4 separate regions of the Mus musculus genome follow, and all the other regions are linked to region 1. The links are chromatin contacts, called in public HiCAR-type and promoter capture Hi-C maps. All regions are on one chromosome and are shown on one strand. Each heading gives the region's core, a stretch centred on a gene start, on an enhancer-like site or on the middle of the called end of the contact. The rest is flanking DNA. Distances are from core to core; before and after follow the strand shown. Region 1 holds the start of Grip1 (glutamate receptor interacting protein 1). Region 2 holds the start of Wif1 (Wnt inhibitory factor 1). Region 3 holds the start of Hmga2 (high mobility group AT-hook 2). Region 4 holds the start of Ifng (interferon gamma).

What was found. Promoter capture Hi-C pulls out the DNA fragments that hold promoters and counts their contacts. HiCAR-type assays count read pairs that join an accessible place to other places.
Region 2: a contact with region 1 is called in a HiCAR-type map of astrocytes, with 4 times the contacts expected there. The contact joins the promoter of Wif1 here to the promoter of Grip1 in region 1. A contact is called at or near these places in 1 of 39 promoter capture datasets (the 3T3-L1 cell line) and 1 of 115 datasets of contacts at active chromatin or transcription factors (astrocytes).
Region 3: a contact with region 1 is called in a promoter capture Hi-C map of embryonic stem cells, with 8 read pairs. The contact joins the promoter of Hmga2 here to the promoter of Grip1 in region 1. A contact is called at or near these places in 1 of 39 promoter capture datasets (embryonic stem cells) and 1 of 484 Hi-C or Micro-C datasets (embryonic stem cells).
Region 4: a promoter capture Hi-C map of pre-B cells shows a contact between it and region 1, with 2.8 times the contacts expected there. The contact joins the promoter of Ifng here to the promoter of Grip1 in region 1. A contact is called at or near these places in 2 of 39 promoter capture datasets (liver and pre-B cells).

What each region holds. Positions count from the first base shown.
Region 1 is chr10:119,450,942-119,456,186 of GRCm38.p6, forward strand. It overlaps Grip1 (glutamate receptor interacting protein 1), which reads left to right and starts at 3,093. Exons shown (of 23, transcript NM_001277292.1): 1 at 3,093-3,481. The coding sequence starts at 3,424.
Region 2 is chr10:121,030,953-121,036,197 of GRCm38.p6, forward strand. It overlaps Wif1 (Wnt inhibitory factor 1), which reads left to right and starts at 3,052. Exons shown (of 10, transcript NM_011915.2): 1 at 3,052-3,538; 2 at 4,014-4,153. The coding sequence starts at 3,391.
Region 3 is chr10:120,474,223-120,479,467 of GRCm38.p6, forward strand. Hmga2 (high mobility group AT-hook 2) reads right to left here and starts at 2,247. Exons shown (of 5, transcript NM_010441.3): 1 at 1,731-2,247. The coding sequence starts at 1,841.
Region 4 is chr10:118,439,082-118,444,326 of GRCm38.p6, forward strand. Ifng (interferon gamma) reads left to right here and starts at 1,965. Exons shown (of 4, transcript NM_008337.4): 1 at 1,965-2,184; 2 at 3,379-3,444; 3 at 3,532-3,714. The coding sequence starts at 2,074.

The DNA of each region.
Region 1 (5,245 bases), core at 1,843-4,342:
ATTTATTTGTTTATTTTTTGGCTTAATTTAATTACAGCTTTTCTCCCTTCCCTTCCCCCCTCCAAACTCATATATCCCCCCTTCCCCACTGTGGTGGTCTGAATATGCTTGGCCCAGAGAGTGACACTATTAGGAGGTGTGGCCTTGTTGGAGGAAGTATGTCACTGTCGGGGTGTTCTTTGAGACCCTCTTCCGAGCTGCCTGGAAGACAGTCTTCTCCTGTTTGTCTTCCTGCCTAGATGATGATGGACTGAACCTCAGAACCATTAAGCCATCCTCAATTAAATGTTGTCCTTTAAAGAGTTGCCTTGGTCATGGTGTCTCTTCATAGCAATGGAAACCCCAAGACACCCACTCCTTTTCAAATTCATGGCCCCCCTTTTGATTAACTGTTACTGCCCATTCTTTAAAGGACATTAATTTTCAAATTTACTAAAGAAAAAAAAAATGAATGTGCTTAGCTGCTTGAGATCTAGTTTTTTGTTTTAAAAATAAAGCTCGAGATAATGTTACAATCTCTTGGAATAGACTTTCAGATGCATTGTTTTGAATATAAGGCTACATCAGACTCAATTCAAATTACCTAGTAGTATTTTTCTAATATTTTTCTGTCAAGTGATCGCAATAATACAATGAGAAGGCTTCATGAAGAGAATACCAGGGGTAGCCCACTGAGGGCAAATGCTATCACCCTTGAGTATCAGTGAGTTTATTTCCTTTGTAGCTAGAGATACAAAGAGAAAAGCTACATTTGTAGCTAGAGATACAAAAAGAAAAGCTACTATCCGGGACACAGCTAGGGACTTAGTTGCTGATGGCCATATACGATATGGTGATGCAAGATGTTCGCTATCAGTGAACACATATTTGAGACAAATAACACGAGGTGGGGCAAGTTATGACTTAGAGAGTTTGTTCTTTGCAGCTGTATTAGTCACAAGATAATATCTGACCCTAGTATCTAAGATGTGCTAATTTGAATTACTACCAAAATAAAATAAATAAAAAATCTTCCAGTATCCCTAGCTTTTATCCAAGAGTCCAACACATAGTAGGGATTTTGTCAGAGTTAAAAATATAATCAGTAGGTACAAGTTAGAACTCTGGCATCACTAGGCTGTCACTTTGGTGGGGCAATCATACCGTTGATTGCAGTAAAACCTCATGAGTAAGGGCCAGTTCATATCAGAGGTTTATTAGTCAGGCCCCCCAGAATAACACCTGTTAGAATAATCATCCGCATCGTAGATATTACATCAAATGCTCCAGCGGTTTTTGTGTTGCTGGAAGCTGAGTGTATGCCTGTACTTGTAGCCAGCCTGGCTATTGCTGGATGCCCTTTAATCTTTCCGGAAAATCAAGGCACATTCTTGAAACAAACTTAGGGCAAGACCAAAGTTATGCCATCTGTTTTTCTGGATTTTACAAAGAGTCTGAAAGGAGCCTGCTCAGATGGGACTGGGGTGGGGGTGGGGGGCCAAGGCGGGGACAATAAAGAGTTTTTCTGTATAGTTTTGGCTGTCCTGGAACTCGCTCTGAAGACCAGGCTGGCTTCGAACTCTGAGACATACTTGCCTCTGCCTCCCAAGTGCTGGAATTAAAGGCATGCACCACCAAGCCACCACTGCCCAGCGCAGATGGGATTTCTAAGAACCCCTGGGATGTTGTGACTCAGTTTCTACTTAGCTCTTCAGCTCCCAGGTGCTGTGTAGCTCTGCTCTTGAATCCTTTCCTTTCTTTCCTTAGGAGAGACAGCCACTGGTTTTTGGCAGCAGGGCAGCTCTGCAGTGACAACCAAGCACTCGCACAAGGGGCAACGGCAGGTGCCAACATCCCTGCTTGATCAGACAGTTTATGAGATGGCAGGAGAAGACAGACCTTATCTTCAGGTGCTGTGTGATTATGCTATTGCTCTGGCAGTGAGAGAGCAGAAGGCTGGCAAGAGCTGATGTCCCCATTGAGGGAGAGGAACCACAGTTCCTTCAGAGGCCAAAAGAAACCGCAGAGGCGAAACCCCCAAACCACACTCCAGTAGATACAGCCTCTGGGGCTCCAAACTCTTCAGAACCCGTCAGATGGGAGGGAAAGGCATGGCTATTTTCCAGCCAGAGGCCCAGGCTTGAAGAAATGAATGGCATCTCCATGCAAGACAGACAGCTGCCAAAAGTCCCTCTCCTAGTAGCACTGAGGTCTCAAGGAAGAGCCCACATGCCTGGGCAGAACCTTCCAGGCTCTGGTACAAAGGCTTCTGTCCCCCCTCCCCCTCCCCACCTTTATTCATTTTCCACTGATTTTTTTTTTCTTTCTGTGAGCCTATGACAAGAGGAAGAAACTAATCATAAAACCTGATCATAAAATTCCTTCCTACACTTGAAGACAGCTATTAAATATTCACTCAGCTGAGGTCTGCTTGCATCCTTTAAAACAAAAGGGGCTCCTGGCTCCCACCGTCCCCACCCCTGGGACCAGCGCCGACCATCCCGAAAGTTGCCACTGCCCCTGTGTTGAGGGCGAAGTTAGCGAATCCGGAGCTGCGAGTCTCAACTTGGGGGAGGGGGCGACGGGCAGGGCTGGGGAGGGGAGTGAGCGGCGAGAAGGAGGGACTAGAGGGAAGGACACTGCCCCCTGCTTCATCGAGGTCATCGCCAAAGCCGCCTAAGCGGCCGGTCGGGCTCGGGGCGGGAGGCCCGGGAGGGGCGGGCGAGGGCTCCGCAGCGGCGGCGGGGTGCCAGGCTCCGTACCTGGCGGGCCGGGCGCGCCTCGCAGGCCGGCGATCCGGGCGCCGAGGGTGTGAGCGCGCGCGCCCCTCCGTGCCCGCCCAGCCTCGCGCGCGTCTCGGGGGGAGAGGCTCTGGCGACAGGCGCCCCGGGAGCCCGCAGCTCGGTCCCGCCCGCCCCGAGGAGCTTTGTGCGGCCGCGGCGGCTCCGAGTCCCACCTGCTGGCGGCGGAGGGACGAGGAAGGAGAAGGCGAGGACGACGAAGAGGAGGAGGAGGTGGAGGAGGAGGAGCGGAGCGAGGCGGCGCCAGCCCTGAGCTCCCGCCGGCGCCCACCTCCGGGGGCTCGGCGGTCCTACACCGGCCTGCTCCGGTCCCCCGGCCTCGCGGCCACACCGCGCCACCGCGGCTGCAGAACCCCCCCCCCCCCCCAGCTCTGCCCGGTTACCGCGCGGCCCGACCGCCACAGCCACCGCCACCGCCACCCCCGGGGAGCTCGGGAGACTTGGAGGCGAGCAGCGGGGCGCGCGGCGTCGCCTCAATGTATCGGGGAGTCGCCTCGGCGCCCCAGCCCCGCTGAGCAGCCTCGGGCGTGTTGCTACCGGCCGGAGGGCGTGAGCCAGGAGGCGCGGCGAGCCCCAGAGCCGGCGACCAGCGAGTGAGCGAGCCAGCGAGTACGCCCCGGAGCAAGCTCAGGGAGCAGACACCATGCCGGGCTGGAAGAAGAACATCCCCATCTGCTTACAAGCGGAGGAGCAGGAGAGAGGTGAGCCTGGCGGTCGAGCCTGGGGGGCCGGGCCGGGCGCCCTCGGTGCCTCCCTGTCCCCCAGCTCCCCGAGACCTGTCCTCCGGCCGGCAAGGGAGGGGCGCCGTGCCCTCCGGGGACCGCGCTCCAGGCCAGGTGGCACCTTGCGAAATCCGAGAGGGGGTTTGGGGATCTGGAGGGGGGAAAAGCCGAGGGGGCAAGGGAACAGTGCTGCGGCAAGCAACTTTTCGCCCGGGGAAAGATTCTGTTTTTTCTTACCGAGGACCTAGAGGGAACTCCAGCTTCTCCTGGGCCCGCTGCGCACGTGGAGCCCCGGCTCCTCTCTGTGCGGTGGGCTCTCCTGGTGCTGGGGGTGGGGGAGAATCTTGCAATGCTTTAAGTGACTTTTCAAACTTTCCTCCTCCTGCCGCGGCCGCCTTGACGATGTCCCCGCCTCTGGCTGGGCTACGATGGTGCTGCCAAACCCAAAGTTGCAGGAGATTCTTAAAGGGGGAGTAGAAGGGGGAAGAGTGTGGGGGGCGGGTAGGGGGCGCTGCCTTGGGTCGCTGGAAGGGGGGAGGGGAGAGAGGACTGACTGTCCCCTGGCTGGTAGTGACTGCCTAAAAGATGAGTTATGCCCAGCGCAGTCCCGGCTTTCTAGTTAATACCGCAGGACTGCGGACTTTTCATAATTACTGTCTGTTTTCTTCGGAAGACACGGCTCTCCGTGCCAGGTGGCTCTGCAGCCCCTTTGTGCTTCAGCCTGCCAAGTGTGCTGGGCACGTTGTTTTGAAGTGACTCGCGGAGAGGAAAAGTTGAAGGCCTTTTGCACTCTAAACGCTTGGTTCTGTTGTCATCTTACGGTGTTTGGGTTGTGCAGTGGTTGGCCGTAACCTGGATATCATGTACGGAGTACACCAAAATTTCCTACCAAGGCCCCATGGGGCTGTGGGGTGCGCAGCATCCAGAGGGATTCCCTGGCTGTCAAGGTCCACCAGGGTTTATATACTCCTGCTGCTTCAACTACAGCCTGCTTTGGCTTGTTCAAGGAACCTGCTTGAGAATTGAATGGCTTTCAGGCTGCAGGGTCTTCATGACTAACAGTTGGTGCTGGAGGTTAAATGGTGCTTCGTGGGTAGGCTGTGATGGAAGCAGGAAGCCAATCTGGTGTGTAGAAGGGACAGCGCTATTTCCCCCCTGCCCCCCCCACCCCAAAAGAATTTGATTCTGCAGCGTGGGGGAGCTGGTATGGACGGTGGCTGGTGTTACTCGTCATGCTAAAAGTTTCAGGTTTTGGAAAAAAATGCTTACAGCCAAGAAACCAATGTACAGTTTCCAGTTTTTCTCTAGGTGGCACAGCGCGTCTTTGGTTGATAGCCTTTTTAATGACTCAGGGAATCTGTCCCTTTTAAAACCACTTCCTTATTAGAGTTGTGCATTCATTTGCAGTACACTTCTGGCGTGTGACCATGGATTTACCCCCCCCCCCCCGCCCCGCGCCCAGTGGTATCCCTGCTACAGAAATGCTTCAATGCCTGCCTTTGCATAACCATATCTTAAGATTTGCAGATCCAGGTGCCAATATTTCACTACCAGGTTGAAGCAATGAAAGAAAGGGGTCTGTCAAGCACCCAGGTCTGTCCTATCAGCTAAATGCTGCGACGCACCTGATGTTAAGTGCGTCAGTTTGATGATTAAAAAAAAAAAATCACTACTGTGTTGCCCCTAGGTTTTTATCAGAATGCTGAAGTGGGTAGATTTTTTTTTTGGGGGGGGGGATTGTAA
Region 2 (5,245 bases), core at 1,802-4,301, 1.6 Mb after region 1:
GTGAATGTATGTGAGTGTATGTGAATGTGTGTGTGTGAGTGTGTATGTGAGTGAATGTGTATGGGTATGTTGGGTGTGGGGGAGTGTGTATTGTAAGCATGTTTGTGTGAGATTTTGTGTTATGAGTGTGTGAGGTATGTATATATGTGTTTGAGTGTGTGAGTGTTTGTGTGTGTTGTGTGTGAGTGTGTATAAGTGTGTGTTGTGAGCATGTATATGTGTGAGTGTGTGTGCATGCGTATATGTTGTGTGTGAGTGTGCATGTGTGTGTATATGGGTGTGTGTTGTGAGCATGTGCACGTGTGTGTGTTTGTGTGCACACATGTGCATGTGGTGCACACAGGACAGAGGGGACATCAGCTGTCTTGCTGAATCGCTTTTCAATTACTCCCTGAGGCAGGAGTTCTCACTAACCCAGAGCTAGGCTAGCCACCAGTAAGTCCCAGGCATCCTCCTGTTGCAGCGCCTCAGCACTAGGGTTACAGGAGCACAATACCTCGGACAGCTTTTTATTTGTTTGCCAGGGATATGAACTCTGGTCCTCGCGCCTGATCAGTAAGGGTAAAGACTCTCACCGGCTTAGCTATCTCTCTAGTACCAATAATTTTTAAATAACGTTTTATGTATCTCTAAAAATACAGTATGTTTCCTGTTGGAGAAAAGTGAACAGAAAAATGTAGTTGGTAGTATTGGTGGTGCTGTTGCTGTGGCCACTGATGATGGTGATGATAATGATGATATAACACAGGCTACTTTCTCTGTAGTCTAAGCTGGACTTGAATTCACTAGTAGCCTCGGCTGGCCTCATTTTCACTGAAACCCTCCTGCCTTAGCCTCTGAGTGCGGGGATAACAGGCATTTGCCACCACACCTAACAAAACAATTGTCCAGAATTGGGGAAATTTCTTGATAGCAGGATAAATTGCTGTCTCAACATCAAAGACGACTGCTACGGAAAATCCTCACTTGGAGGAAGCTGTATTATGATAGAATTTGTTCCCCTTTCAGTTCTCAGCTGGCGTTTGACAAGAACAACCTGTAGAGGGCGTCCTTACACCAAGAGCCATGGAGGTCTGAGCAATACTACGGAAGAAAAACCTTCAACGAAAACCACATTCCAAGTCAAAAAGAGTCTATTGTGTTGCGAAATTATTACCTGTAACTGAATGACACTGTTTTTACAATATTAAAGGGTTATAAGTTTGCCTAATATAGTAAAACATTATATAAATTAATATTCACTGCAACAATTAATTAATAAAATAGAATGTTGGGAAAAGATCCTTTTTTGTTTGTTTTTTGTTGTTTTTGTTTTTGTTTTTTTGAGACAGAGTCCCAGGTAGCCCAGGCTGGCTTCAAACTCCATATGTCGATTAGTATTAACAATGAGCTCCTGATGCCTCTGCCTCTACTTCTTTAGCCCCCAGATTACAGCCTGTGCTACCACAACCAGTTTAAATGTTTTGTTTTAAAGAAAGAGTAGATGTTAAGCTTTTTTGAGGCAAACCGTCTTAATTGTGATTTGCAAGAAGGGGCTTTGAAGTTAGAGCGATCGTGATTTGAATTCCTACTCTTGTCACTCACCAGCTGAATATCTGCGGTCAATTTACTAGACTTTTAAAGCTTTGGTTCCCCATCAGTAAAATGAGAGTAGTAACAGTAGCTGCCTGAGAAGAATTTTTAAAATGAAGCTTCATGGAGTTCACAGTCACAATGGACAGTCTTCGTGTCTAACTCCCAAACACAATACCTTCCTACCAATCTGTTAGATACCTACACAGATTTCACAGTTTTAACACATGTTTCTTCTTCTTCTTCTTCTTCTTCTTCTTCTTCTTCTTCTTCTTCTTCTTCTTCTTCTTCTTCTTCTTCCTCTTCTTCTCCTCTTCCTCCTCCTCCTCCTCCTCCTCCTCCTCCTCCTCCTCCTTCTCTCCTCCTCCTCCTCCCTTCCCATTCCTCCTTCTTTTAAAAAAATATGCTTGTGACCTAACATTTGTTGAACATGTACGCGTCCAAGTCCGGCTTCTATTCTGTAGTTTCTGTTTTTGCCATCCCCTGCTGAGAGACCCACCGCTCTACAAAGGACAGAAGGGAACACAGCCCAGCGCCAGAGTCTAGATCCTTGGGGGGCATTTGCTAGAAAGCCACTGGGTGCAAAAAAAAAAAAAAAAAAAAAAGTAAACAAAGCTTTTCCGGGGTCTGAAAACTTTCTGTGTTTTTGAAAAACCATTTGTTTCTGCTTTCTCTGTACGTTCAAGGAGGCAGGCAAAAAAGCCTTCCGTGCAGAGGTAATGCTGCAAGCCGCCGCTAGCTAAGTGCTCTCCCACCAGACCCTCAGTCTTACCCTCAAGCGCCTAAGATTTCAGAGACTGGGCGTGAGCCTCCTAATGTTTTCCCCCAAATCCAATTTTAAGGGGAGTCCTACCGTCGTAGAGCAGGGATGGGGGGAAAGGGATTACAGCTATCATCGAGGTCCTAGGGAACTATTCCGGGTGCAACTGGGTTATCAAGAAGACAAACCACGCCACCTGTCGGGTGTCTGTCCAGTGCAGAAATAAATGAACGTCCTGCGAGGACCAGCGCCTGCAGTAGCCCGACTAGCCTGTGGAGTCTCAGTATTTAACTTCCTAGGAGAGAGAGAGCGAGAGCGCAAACTGTCAGCTAGAGAAGTCAGAGTTTGCAGACAGGCACACAGAGATGCAGTCTGAAATGTAGTTCGAAGAGAAAGGGTGGGCTGGCTATGTGCTTTCCGTTAGCTCCACTGTTAAACGGAATTTATCTTTGACCACGAATCGAGCCCAGATTTTTTTGTTTGTTTGTTTATAGCACCCCGGCCATCCACACGTGTCTCTTCGGGCGGCAGGAGGCCTGAGTGATGACCCAGAAGTCCCTTTGGGTGTGTTTCTTGGTTGTGTCCCCGTTTTCATTCACCTGGCGCAGGCGAGCGGGGTCTACCGGGTACCGCGGCCCCGCCCCCGCGGCTCCGCAGCGCTCCCTAGTGGCGACCGCCTGCACACCACCGGCCGCTCTCAGTGCTCGCCTTTTGCCAGCAGTTCCCGCGGTTCCTCCCTCTCGAGTGTGCTCCTCTAGCTGCTGGCGCTGTGGGACGTGCTGGCATTGCCAGCTTTGCCAGCATCGTGTCTCTGCGTCCCCCTCTCCCTCCAGCCCCCACCTCTTTCTACGCGGCCGCGCATCCACTCCCTCCTTGCTCCCTCCTCTCCAGCACTCCCAGGCTCACTCGCAACGGAGACTGGAGACTTGCACGCCCAGTCGTTTAAGTAGGAACAGCTCCAGCCCCGCCAGCTGCAGCCAAGGCGAGAACTTCACAAGCAGCACAGGTTGGGTCGCTGCGGCAGGAGTTGCACCACCAGCGAGAAGGTCCTGAGCACCATGGCTCGGAGAAGAGCCTTCCCTGCTTTCGCGCTCCGGCTCTGGAGCATCCTACCTTGCCTGCTCCTGCTGCGAGCGGATGCAGGGCAGCCACCTGAGGAGAGCTTGTACCTGTGGATCGACGCCCATCAGGCTAGAGTGCTCATAGGTAAGGTCCGGCATCTGCACCTTCCCAGTGGTCCTCAGTTTTTCCATTAGAGCGGAGACACGTGCACCGAGTGTGTTTTAAAACAACTTCAAGGGTGACTGCCCCCTCTTTTTAAAAATCAGGATTCTCTATTTAGAGGCTTATGAGATTTTTTTCTCAAAAAAGCAAAGCCGACCCAACATCCCAGCCCTGCTGTTGCTAGTCCTGACTGCAGATTTGTAACAGGAATCCAGCGGTGGCACCCGCTTACTTCACTGTAAGCACTTTTTTTTTTTTTTTTTTTTTTTTTTTTTTTTTTTTTTTTTACCACAGAGAGAGGAAAAATAACTCTGGTACTGTTGTTGGTATCAAAGGCAGGTGCTTTATGAAAAGCAGTGACCTGCACTGGTTCCCAGGGGTTTTGCTTTCTACATGAAACGTCTGTTTCTTAGAAACGCAACTAGTTTGATAGGTTTGTTTATTATTTACACAACAGGATTTGAAGAAGACATTCTGATTGTCTCGGAGGGGAAAATGGCCCCCTTTACACATGATTTCAGGAAAGCCCAACAAAGAATGCCAGCCATTCCTGTCAATATCCACTCCATGAATTTTACCTGGCAAGCTGCGGGGCAGGTAAGTTCTGATAACAGAGCGGTAGAGAAAAGGCACTCTTTTGTATTTCAATTCTCCCGTGGCCCATAGTAATAATAATGGTGTGTGATGTAGCTCCGGTGGCCCGTAGTAATAATAGTGGTGTGATGTATACCATTTAAAATTCCATACAAGTTCTTGCCTGGTTGCCAGAGCACACAAGGGATCAGTTCCAATGTATTTAAAGTTGCCAAGTAAATGGAGAACTCTAAGGGTCAATGTACTCACGATCATTACTTTAATAAGATTTGGTATCCTGAGGTTTTGAGTATAAAGACCCCAAATATCCATATCATGGTGTTTCTGTAATCACTGATATTAAAACATTAACAAAGTATTTAGAAGACTTTCAATACTAACTGATAATCATTTGTGATGGGATTCATACTTCACAACAAAATAAGTTCGTAGGTATTCTTGACATGAATTTTAGAAGGCTGATATGCTGAGTGCTGCAGATACCACACATTTCTTGTAGAAGTTCAGAGACTCAAAAAAAGTAATATAAAATTATGAAAAATAAAGACTACTGATTTTCTGAAGCGACCACTCAAAATGCTTCCCTATGGAAATAAAAGAGAAAAAAGTCTATGTCACCAAAGCGTTCCTCTCAGTACTTAGCATGCAAGGCCTTCTAAGTTACCTTTTATAGATCTGCAGGACTGTATTAATGTCCTCTGATTTGGGAAGGGTAGGATGTTTGTGTGACTTTAAAATTGTCTAGAGGACAAGTGCACAGGATAAATTCTGCTCATTAGTTGGTAAAAATGTGTCTGCTATGAAAACTATTGTAACTATAATTAACTGCACATTTTCAGGTTTTTTTTTTTAATTCTAAAATTACTTAAATAGCCATTTTCAAGAAGGATGCAATCAAGAAAACACTTTATAAAAAGCAACCATGCTAAATCAGGAAACCACATTGGTGCCCTGCAACTGCCTATTACACTGCAGTCATGACCACTTCAGCTGTCTTTTTATCCTCAAGTTTGTTCTATTTTTAAAAGAATCTTTTAAAAATAGATCTCATCCAGACTGTCTGTGTTCCTTCTGCTCCGTGGTTTTTTTGTTTTT
Region 3 (5,245 bases), core at 997-3,496, 1.0 Mb after region 1:
AATTAAGAAAAAGCGATAGATTTGCCGCGGACGCTGAACGTCTCTCCGGTGAATCATCTACTCTCGTTTCATTCAGATTGGGTGCTTAAACGAGACTAATTACAACTCCGGAGCGTTCTCCGTGGAAGTTCGCAAGCTAGAGAGCGGGGGAGGGGGAGAGCGGAGGGGGGTGCTTAGAAACTTCCATTGGACACCAGCGCCAGTGGGCACTTAGAGCAAACACATCGGAAACACATTTTTCTTTGTGAACTCGGCCTTCACTCAAAGGTAAAAACTCCCAGCCGCCTCCGGATCTCAATGCGTTTTCCTTTAGCCTTTGGGGGAGGGGTGCGATTAGTAGGATTCAGAAAACCTGGGTGGCTGGTGGGAAGCAAGGGGGTAGAGCGGAGACTTCCTGGGAGGTGTAAAACGGGATCCCAAAGCACTGTAAAGTGTCGCTAAGGGCAGAGCGGGAAATCTCGGCGGCCTCTAGATTAGTTTGTTTCCTTTGATGATTTCCCAAAAGGTACACTCCTTGTTTTTCTAAAACACACCAACAAACTTTCTTCGATTTCCCACCTAGCTCTACGGGGGCAATTTAGGACTATTTTCTAATCCGCCTATTGGCCCGAGGGAAGCGATTTAAAGCAAAAGAAAAAATGGGAAGTTTTTGGTTTTTTTTAAAGGCCGGGAAGGGAGTTTTACTGTTCTCAATAGACGCGTCCTTAGGCTTGGAAATTGCTGCGAACGTCCCAACCCCCTGCCCGCCCGCCCGCCCGCCCCCGGCCCTGGGCGCTGCGCACAACTCTGCAACAGCCGGCTTGCACTCTTAATTGGTTGCATCCGCAGACAAAACCCTCCATTCCGCGGGGTCCTGGGTGCCCCTCGACCGTCCCTTCCCAGCCCCCAGCCACTCGCCCAAGAGGAAGCTAAAACTTGGGCTGCTCAGAGGAGCGGGATCGAGGAGCCAAAGAGGGACCCGACTCCTGGCGGGGAAGCGACCCTGGCTACCGTGCACTTTCCTTCCAGAGCTCCCTGGGCGAAGCGCGTTTCCCGGGCCCGCGGGGGCCTGGGATCCTCCGGGATCCTTTCCCCGCCAGCCCCGGCGGCTGTAGCAGCTCGGCAGGCATTTAAATATCCTCGGGAGGAGCACCAGGCGGGCAGTCGGCTCCGCACGCGTTCTTTGTCGGGAGGGCGCGAGCCTTGGGCCATGGAGTGTGGGGAGGGCACCGAGGGGGCGGCCGCGGCGCATCAGCCTCCTACGGGAAGGCGGCCCCGAGAAGCCGGAGAAAGCCGCGGGTCTAAGAGCTTCGGACTCGCAGTCCTGCCCCTCCTGAACTCCCCAGTCCCCCCAGTCGCCAAAGCGGCTGACAAAGCGACGCTTTTATTCTTTGGGACCCCCGAGGCTCGATGCCCCCCCCCCGAGCCACGCCGCGCCGCTCCGGGGCTGCGCACAATAGCGAAAGTCCCTGTCCACGATTCGCGCGACCCCACCTCCACCGGGTGGCTACGGCTCGCCGCGGGACCCCAGCTCTTGGAGCCGGGGAGCGCGGGTACCCGGAGAGACTGCGCCGCGCACTCTCCAGGGGAACTCGGTCTCCCGCCCCACCTACACCCGGGTGGCAGGCGGGCTAGCTTGCGCTGCCGTAGCCGCTGCGCTCCCGCGCTCCGGTCGCCCGGCGTGTCGCGGGGCCCCGGGGGCAGAGGCGTCGCGGGTGGGCTGAGTGGCCCCTCCGCGTCGGCGTACTGACTTGCTGCTGCTTCCTGGGTCGGCCGCGTCCTCGCTTCTGTGGCACCGGGGCGGCAGGTTGTCCCTGGGCTGATGTGGACGGCTGCCCGGCGCCCTCACCGCGTGCGCTCATCCTGCCTCCCGCCGCCGCTACCACTGCCTCTACCGGTACCGCCGCTGCAGCCGCTCGGCCTCCGCCGCCCCGAATCCGCCCAGCACCTTTCGGGAGACGGGATGTAGAGAGCTGGAGAGGGCAAGAGCGGCGAGAGCAGGCGAGCTGGCGAGTGCGCCGGGGACTACTGCTGCTGCTTAGGCTGCCGCCGCTGCCACCATCAACACCGGACGTCCAGCGGCTGCCAAAAAGAGAGAGGGGAGGAGGAAGAGAGGAGGAGGAGAGGAGGAGGAGGAAAGGAGGAGGCGCTGCGGGCAGTGGGTGGCGGAGGTAGAGGTGGAGGTAGGGAGAGGAGGCGGGAAGCGAAGGAGAGGGAAGAGTTGGAGGCGGAGAGGGTTGCTCTCTCCGCAAAGGCTCGGGAGTTGCGGGTACTGGGACGCTCGGCAGCGGCTTGGAGAGGGAAGAGACTTGGAGTGAATTGTGTCCCTTGAAATGTTAGGCGGGGAAAGAATTCCGCCTCCTCTCCCCCACCCCAGAGGGAGAGAGAGGGAGGGGGGCGGGAAGGAGAGACAGAGACGCAGAGAGCCAGAGAGAGACACAGAGAAGAGGGACAGAGACAGAAACTCAGAGAGAGACAGAGACAAAGAGACAGAACGGGACAGAGATAGAGACTGACTAGTGCGGTCAGAAACCGAGGAGAGAGTGGAAGTTTCTGCCAGGATCCGGTAGGGCGCCCAGCTCAGCTCTAGCAAGGAACAGAGCAGTGGGTGGCACCGCGCCTCCTCGGGTGGCGGGGTCAGGCGGCGGCACTGCACAGATGCAGAGGGACAAGCTGCTGGCCTCTGCGCTCTGCACCCGGAGCCCAAGTTTTGCCCGTGCTGCAAGTTTTCAGAGTTCCTGCCCGGGATTCAAGAGGGATGAGTGTGTGCGTGCGTGTGCGTGTGTGTACACGCGCGCTCGCACTTGCGGAGGGGGTGGCGGGAACGGGGAGTGCCCACCTCTGATCGTGGGCGGATAAAGGGGAGGGGGCTGCAGGAGAAGCAAGAGGAGGGGGCAGGCCAGGCGGACAGCCGAGCCCAGGCGCCTGGCCGCGGGCCAGAGGCAGCGTTCGAAACACAACTGCCTCGAAGGCGGCGGCGCCCGGTTGCCACCCGGAGCCCCGGCTCACGTGCTCCCGCCAGCAGTGGGGTTAAAAAGACAGGGCCTAGGCTCTCCTGCCGGATCGCCGCTGGAGGCCACCCCTGAGCGGCTGTCCTAGGAAGGCGAAAGAAAATGACTATCTCAGAGTCACCCTGGAGAGCTTGGCTTCTACCTGTGCTTCCACCGAGGGTTGCCCGAAGTTTCCGGAAGCATTCAGGGTCAACCGCCGCTGTCTACTATTTCAGCCCCGGGAAAAGAGCGACCAAGGAGTCGGAGCGCCCCTTGCGACCCCCCCCCCCCCCCCGCTCCACTGAGAAATGCCCTCACCCCAGAGTGCACGGGCCGGCGCACAAACAAGCGTGCACAAAGATACACGGGCCCACGCGTGTGATCGCAGACAAGCTTGCACGAAAATTCATGTGTGCGCGCACACACACTTCACTGGCAAGCAGGCATGCAAACAAACCCGTGCTTAAGCACACACTACCAGACACACGATGGTGCCAGTAAGCACATTCGCAACAAAAGCACACACTTGCACACTATACACAGGAACACCGAGTGTGCCAGCTCCTTTATCGAGGTCCCCTCCCCCAGGACTGACTCCTGGAGCAGGCGCTGCACCCCCGTGCTGGGACGCCCATAACTCTATGGGATATTACCGATCACTTATCCTTCCACCGCACCAATTGCCTGAAGTTTGCCTTCATTTTAACCTTCTCCCTCAGAATTCCTTTCTGCCAAGTCCTAATTTTATAGCCTGGGCTGTTTCTAAGTTATGTGAACACCATCGTGGCCACAGTCAACTTTTTTGAAAGGCGTAAAACGTTCTAAAAGGCACCTCTTTCTCATCCTTGAATAACACAAATCTGAAAGGGGGAAGAAAGAAAATCTTAGGGTCAGATTTTCCCACATCGCACCCAAAATTGTGTTGGACTGACTCCAGAATAAAAATGTTCACCCAGTGAAGTTTTTTTTTTTTTTTCTTACAAAGATACGGAACACCGTGGAATAAAAACGCCTTCTTTACAGCCCTAACGCCGGGATCTAGGCTCTGCCAGGTTCCGTTGTACTTGAGGCACGTGTAAATGTCTGCTTGGGCGCGACTGTGCTGATTGGTCAGCGTTGCCGTTTTAAATCCGTTTCCAGCTGCCCTTTGCAGAGTTGGGACACTTCTCTGTACATAGAGTGCTCTGCAGGAACCGAGGGCTGGCGTTGAGTCTGGGAACGCTTAGCTCTGATGGAGAGGAAGAGACCCCCATACCTCCAGATGGAGCCCAGCAAATGAATACCGAGGGAGGGGTCTAACAGGAACCTAAGGTTTTGTCAGGGCTTGGCTGAAAGATGGTATCTTCATCAAAGGGACTGAAATTTCACATTCTCACGAGTGCACTGACATTTCCTAGCTGAGGAGTTTGCACATTTCCTCTGTGTGTGTGTGTGTGTGTGTGTGTGTGTGTGTGTGTGTGTGTGTGTGTGTGTGAGAGAGAGAGAGAGAGAGAGAGAGAGAGAGAGAGAGATTGTACATTTACTCTTTGATGCGTGCATTTTACACATGCGCATAATATGGGCTTCTGTTTTGATTCTTGTTTGATTGGCCAGAGGGACAGACTAAGTTCTAGGAAATGGATTTAAGCAAAAGTCACCCAGGATTTCAGTCAGCTAATTTTATGCTGAGAATCACATTATCTCCCTAGATTTGTATTTGTTTGTTTGTTTAAGGTACAAATGCTAGCAAGCATGAGATTCCAACCCCGGGTCGGGGTGGGTGGTGGCAGTGGAGAGCTTTGAACTGTTTTGTTGTTGTTGTTGTTGTTGTTGTTGTTGTTGTTGTGTGTATGTGCATGTGTGCTGGTTTTGGGTTTTTTGCTTGGTTGGTTGGTTGTGTCTTTTGGTTTTTGTTTTGTTTTTCACAATAACCTAGAATCTAAGAGAATCACATTTTTAAAAAGGGAAATCCAGCCAATTGTTTTCATTCCATTTTGTTCTCAGATTTGAGCTCTTTTGAGTTTATAGAAACCAGGATATAAACAAGTTTTTCCTTCCATTTTATCAAGTTAGCCTTATACATTGTTATTCTTTGATGCCTATAATCCTTTTAAGTTACTGTATAGTTTTGTTTTGGGTTTTTTTTTTTTCAGGCAAAGCATAAAACTTTGTTTTTATTTTTTAAATTATCAAGATTTTTATTATTGAGGTGCTATCTTTATATACCAGTCTTTTAATTAAGCTCAATGGCTATATTTTTTTTTGTCTTAAGGAAACATTTTTTTTTCTCACTCACA
Region 4 (5,245 bases), core at 715-3,214, 1.0 Mb before region 1:
TGAGTTACCACGACCCTGCTAGATTTTTTTTTTAAGACAGATTCTCATGATTCTTAAACTGGCCTTCAAGTCTCCAGCAGCAGAAGGTGACCTCGCACTCATGATCATCTTACCTCTGTTTCCATCTGTATTTCATGCCTATTTTAAGTCAGGGTTTTTATACAAGCACTCTACCAACCAAGAGATGTTCCTGACTGTCAAAACAGAGATTCTTAGGTAAACATTCAAATGAATATTTGTGTGTGTGTGTGTGTTGTTTGTGTATAAATCTTTATGCTTATGTATTTGAGGGAAATAAATTGTGTCACAGAAGCAATGAAACACTTTCTGGTTTTAAGGAAATTAGTGGGCACTGGGATGGGGGTAGGGGGCATGCATAGTTACCTCGTATATGAGACTGGGGAAATTGAGAACCCATGAAGCATAGAAACAAAGTGCTAGCCCTGCCCAGAGGATAAAGTCTGATTTGAAGCTGGAGGCTTGGGGGAGAACCAAAACAGAGGATGGTTTGCATCTGGGTCAAGATAACTGGGTACCACTCTGAGATGCTCAGATGAGGGAAAGGGGGCACATGGCCAAAGGAACTGCACGAACAAGCTGCATAGCGTTGTTAAACATCTGACATTGCCAAATAACCATCAAGTTTTAATTGAGCCACTAGGAATGCCGGGAAGAATTCTCTCAACTTTCCATGGAGCATTTGGTTGAGCCTTTGGCTGAAGTCCGGAAGAAAATGCTAGTGTTAAGCTCACTGTATAAATGTGGAAACTGAGTCACAGATCATAAAGATGCTGACTCAAGACCCCGAGGCTAGAATATGAATGGTTCAAGTCTGCACCCATAGCCACTGTGTAATGTTAATGAATACAGGAAAGGCAGGGATGAATACACGTGGGCTGGCACTGAAGAGCAGAGGGCCTCCTGCCCCATCCTCAAGGATCGAATTTCATAGATAAGTTACCAAAGACAGAGAAGGAAACTTTTAGTGTTTGAACTTGATGGGGGAAACAATTTTCAGTTATTAATCCTTATTTGGGACAAGTGTGTGTCTAGTGCTGGACTAGTCATTGGGATAGCCTTAGCCACATGTGGGTATGAGAGTTAGAAACATGGCTAATCCTGAAGTGATTTCTGCTGTGTATATAGGATAGCCACTAGGCTTTAAATATTTAGTGGCAGAGGAATTGAAACTCTTATTCATCATAAATCTTGATACACATTGATACCTTGGGTGTGTTGAGTGAAATACAATATCTAATGAAGTATTCTTGCATTTTTACTTTTATTTCATTTTGCATTTTTTCCCTTTTATTAATGGAGGAACTAGATGATTTTATTTTACCTATGTGGTCTGCCTTTTCTTCTTTCTGGGCACGTTGACCCTGAGTGATTTGTAGTAGGTATTTTACTAATCACCTCCATTGAAGGGCTTCCTCACCACATTGGCTTTTTAACCATACCCTTTCCTTGCTTTTCTGGTCATTTGCAAGAAAAGTTTGAAAAGGCTTCCCCCATTGCATGGTTTGAGAAGCCCAAGAGTTTCCTCATGGTTTGAGAAGCCCAAGAGTTTCCTTTTATTCAGCCGTCCCCAACCACAAACAAAGGCTCCCTGTGCTGTGCTCTGTGGATGAGAAATTCACATTACAAGGGCAAAAAGGGGGAGACGTAAAAGCAATTTCCAGCCCCCACCCCAAATGGTGTGAAGTAAAAGTGCTTTCAGAGAATCCCACAAGAATGGCACAGGTGGGCACAGCGGGGCTGTCTCATCGTCAGAGAGCCCAAGGAGTCGAAAGGAAACTCTAACATGCCACAAAACCATAGCTGTAATGCAAAGTAACTTAGCTCCCCCCACCTATCTGTCACCATCTTAAAAAAAAAAAAAAACCAAAAAAAAACTTGTGAAAATACGTAATCCCGAGGAGCCTTCGATCAGGTATAAAACTGGAAGCCAGAGAGGTGCAGGCTATAGCTGCCATCGGCTGACCTAGAGAAGACACATCAGCTGATCCTTTGGACCCTCTGACTTGAGACAGAAGTTCTGGGCTTCTCCTCCTGCGGCCTAGCTCTGAGACAATGAACGCTACACACTGCATCTTGGCTTTGCAGCTCTTCCTCATGGCTGTTTCTGGCTGTTACTGCCACGGCACAGTCATTGAAAGCCTAGAAAGTCTGAATAACTATTTTGTAAGTATGAATTCTTAATAATGCTTGTGGTTGGTTGACCGTGGTTGATGTTGACTTGCTACGGTGAGCGCCAGGCTGCCGTCTCTGGTCCCCAGTCATTTTGAGAAGATGGGGTGCTACGTTGCTATTTGCTGGAGAGGTGTTTATTGACTTAATGATCTCAATATCGATTTAACCCTCTGTCCAACTTACTACGGAGTTAGAGGGCAATTACCAATCTTCCCAAAGATAGGCATAGTATAGGTCCAAGGTACAAAGATGCTGATGATTTTGTGATTTCTTATCATTTAGTTGTGATAAAAAATATCCTTACCTCAATGGTTCTTATTCCTTCAGACGTCTTGAAAGTGATAGTGAGAGATGGATATTACCACCAAAACTACGCAGGGAAACAGCTTATCACTTAAAGTAATGGGAGGCAAAGTTCTTAATGTTTCTGTTTAAGAAATGCCCCCCTCCCCCGAAGTTGTTTTACCCTGAGGAGTAATTTTGAAATTCTACTACAATCGAATCAAAGCCAGCCGCTTGGTGAGGTTTAATGAGACTCTATATTTCTCAGAGTTTTCAGGATTTTCTCTTTTGTGATTTTTTTTTTAAATTAATGGTTAACAGAAGCAAATTTTATATCCTTAGAATTTTATAATTTGTCCCAAATGTATATACTAGTATACATATAGCTATTAGCATAATGTTCAAGCATCTACGGTCAATCCTCTCCTCACAGTGTAAATCAAGCTGCCTCCCGTATGTGTTTGGAGCTATTTTTTAAAGTAGCAATGAAGCCCTATTACAGCACAGACTGATGTTTCAGAGGCCTGGACCATAAGGGGGCAGTGTGCACAGTGGGATGATTCTAATGATTTTCTCTCTCCCTTTCTTAATTTGAGAGTAAGTTTCTTTTTAGCTCACTATGGTTACTTGAGGGTACTTGAAACCTCGTCAGCTTTGTTGAGTTTATTTGTGGCCTTGCAGTTTCAAGACTGGGCCAGTACATCCTGCAGCTAAAAGAATGTAACAGTAACAGTGTTTGGCTACATGCAGTCTTTTAGGGGATACTTGTTGTTAGAAGTAAGTGGAAGGGCCCAGAAGGAAACCTGTGACCATTATCAGCACTGAATTCAACAAAACTTGATAGATATTTTCAGGGCAATTGGTGAAATAATTACAAATCAATTTTTTTTCTCTTTTCCTCAGAACTCAAGTGGCATAGATGTGGAAGAAAAGAGTCTCTTCTTGGATATCTGGAGGAACTGGCAAAAGGTGAGTTGAATATTTCTCCTCTCCCAGTTTCCCTGTTGTTTCTAATGGGTCATTTCTTAAAATCCTCCCTTTGTGTTATTTCCCAAGGATGGTGACATGAAAATCCTGCAGAGCCAGATTATCTCTTTCTACCTCAGACTCTTTGAAGTCTTGAAAGACAATCAGGCCATCAGCAACAACATAAGCGTCATTGAATCACACCTGATTACTACCTTCTTCAGCAACAGCAAGGCGAAAAAGGATGCATTCATGAGTATTGCCAAGTTTGAGGTGAGACGGCATTGCAAGTTGCTGTATTGTTGGCTTTTTATTTTTCATTGTCTCTAATTATCAAGCGGTAGAAACTAACTACTCATCAGCTGATAAAGCTAGGAGGTGAAGCAGGATCTCATGTTTCCCCACTGCAGACAGATTGGGAGGACTTTTTTTTGTGTGTGTGTCAATTTTGGAAAAACACAGACAATCAAACTATTGCCCACATGCTGGGTAAATGCACTGAGGAGGAGGCAGAATAGGGGAGCATTGAGCAGAGCTCTTGTGGTCCCCCCTGGGTGTGTGATGGAAACTCTTGCTTAGGCTGGGAGGTTGTGTGTTAGTGGAAAGAGCAGTGGGTAGGAGGGAGTGAGAAGACTTGTATCCTCCTCCTCCTCCTCCTCCTAGTTAGGCCACAAGGAGGAACGCTGACTACAGATGACTCACACGACTGGCTGGGGTGCAACTGGGATCGCTACATAAGTTTTATCTCTTTTGTCAAAAACAAAACAAAATGAAACCTCCACAGTGTCAAGGGTAGAAGACGAGGATGAGGGAAGGAAAGGAATCAGGCTCTGAGGAGACTTCTGGGCGTCCTACCCCTCGGCTCTGGTTAGCCTCTAGTGCTATGCAGTCCAGTTTGTTTTCAGGCGAAGCAATGGTAGACATCCTTTAAAAGGATTGCTTTATACATCTTATGAAAGGCTTGGTCAATTAACTTTCAGATATGGCGGTATTCCAGCCATTCATGCTTTATATCATGAAACTACCTTAAAAGTACCTTTAAAGTATGGCCGTGAGAATCCAAAAGGTAACTTAAAAGCATAAAGACTATTCTCATTCTTCTAAATTTTACATAGAAGGCCAAAGGCATTCCAAACATCCTTGGGCTTTGATGATGAATGACGTCAAATGAAAGGGACAGGTGTCTTGTTACATTTTGTGGCCTAATTACTCATGCTCACCTTTCAGGCTACCTGCCTCTGCCTCTAACTAGCCTCCCGCTCTCGCTCAGGAGCAGGGAGATGGTAGCCCGTCTTAGTCCATGGACTAGAGATGGATGAAATAATCGTTTCTCACTGACTTTGCTTCTGCCTTTCCATCCTGCTCTGGCTAAGTCTCTTGGAGTCTTGACAATGTCCTGAAACACAGGAAATACATTTGTGTTCACAACACACAGTTGGGAGAAACCTGTAACTCCCCAGGCCTTGGTTTCATCTTTTTGGAAACCCTGGGTCTTGTGCTTCCTGTGGGTGACCTTGTGACAAGCTCTTAACTCTTATCCTATATTGATGCATTGTCAACATGTTTTAGGAACACACACACACACACACACACACACACACACACACACACACATACACTTTCCTTAGTAACTAGTCCTATAAACTTCTGTGTCTTTCTTGGAAATGTAGCAAGGGAGTCAGAGTATTTTCAGTATTAGAAACAAACAAACAAACAGACAGACAGACAGACAGACCACACAGCAGTAAATGGTCTTCATTTTACTAAGCACAAAATTGCCCAAGTGGTCCTTCTGGTTAGAATG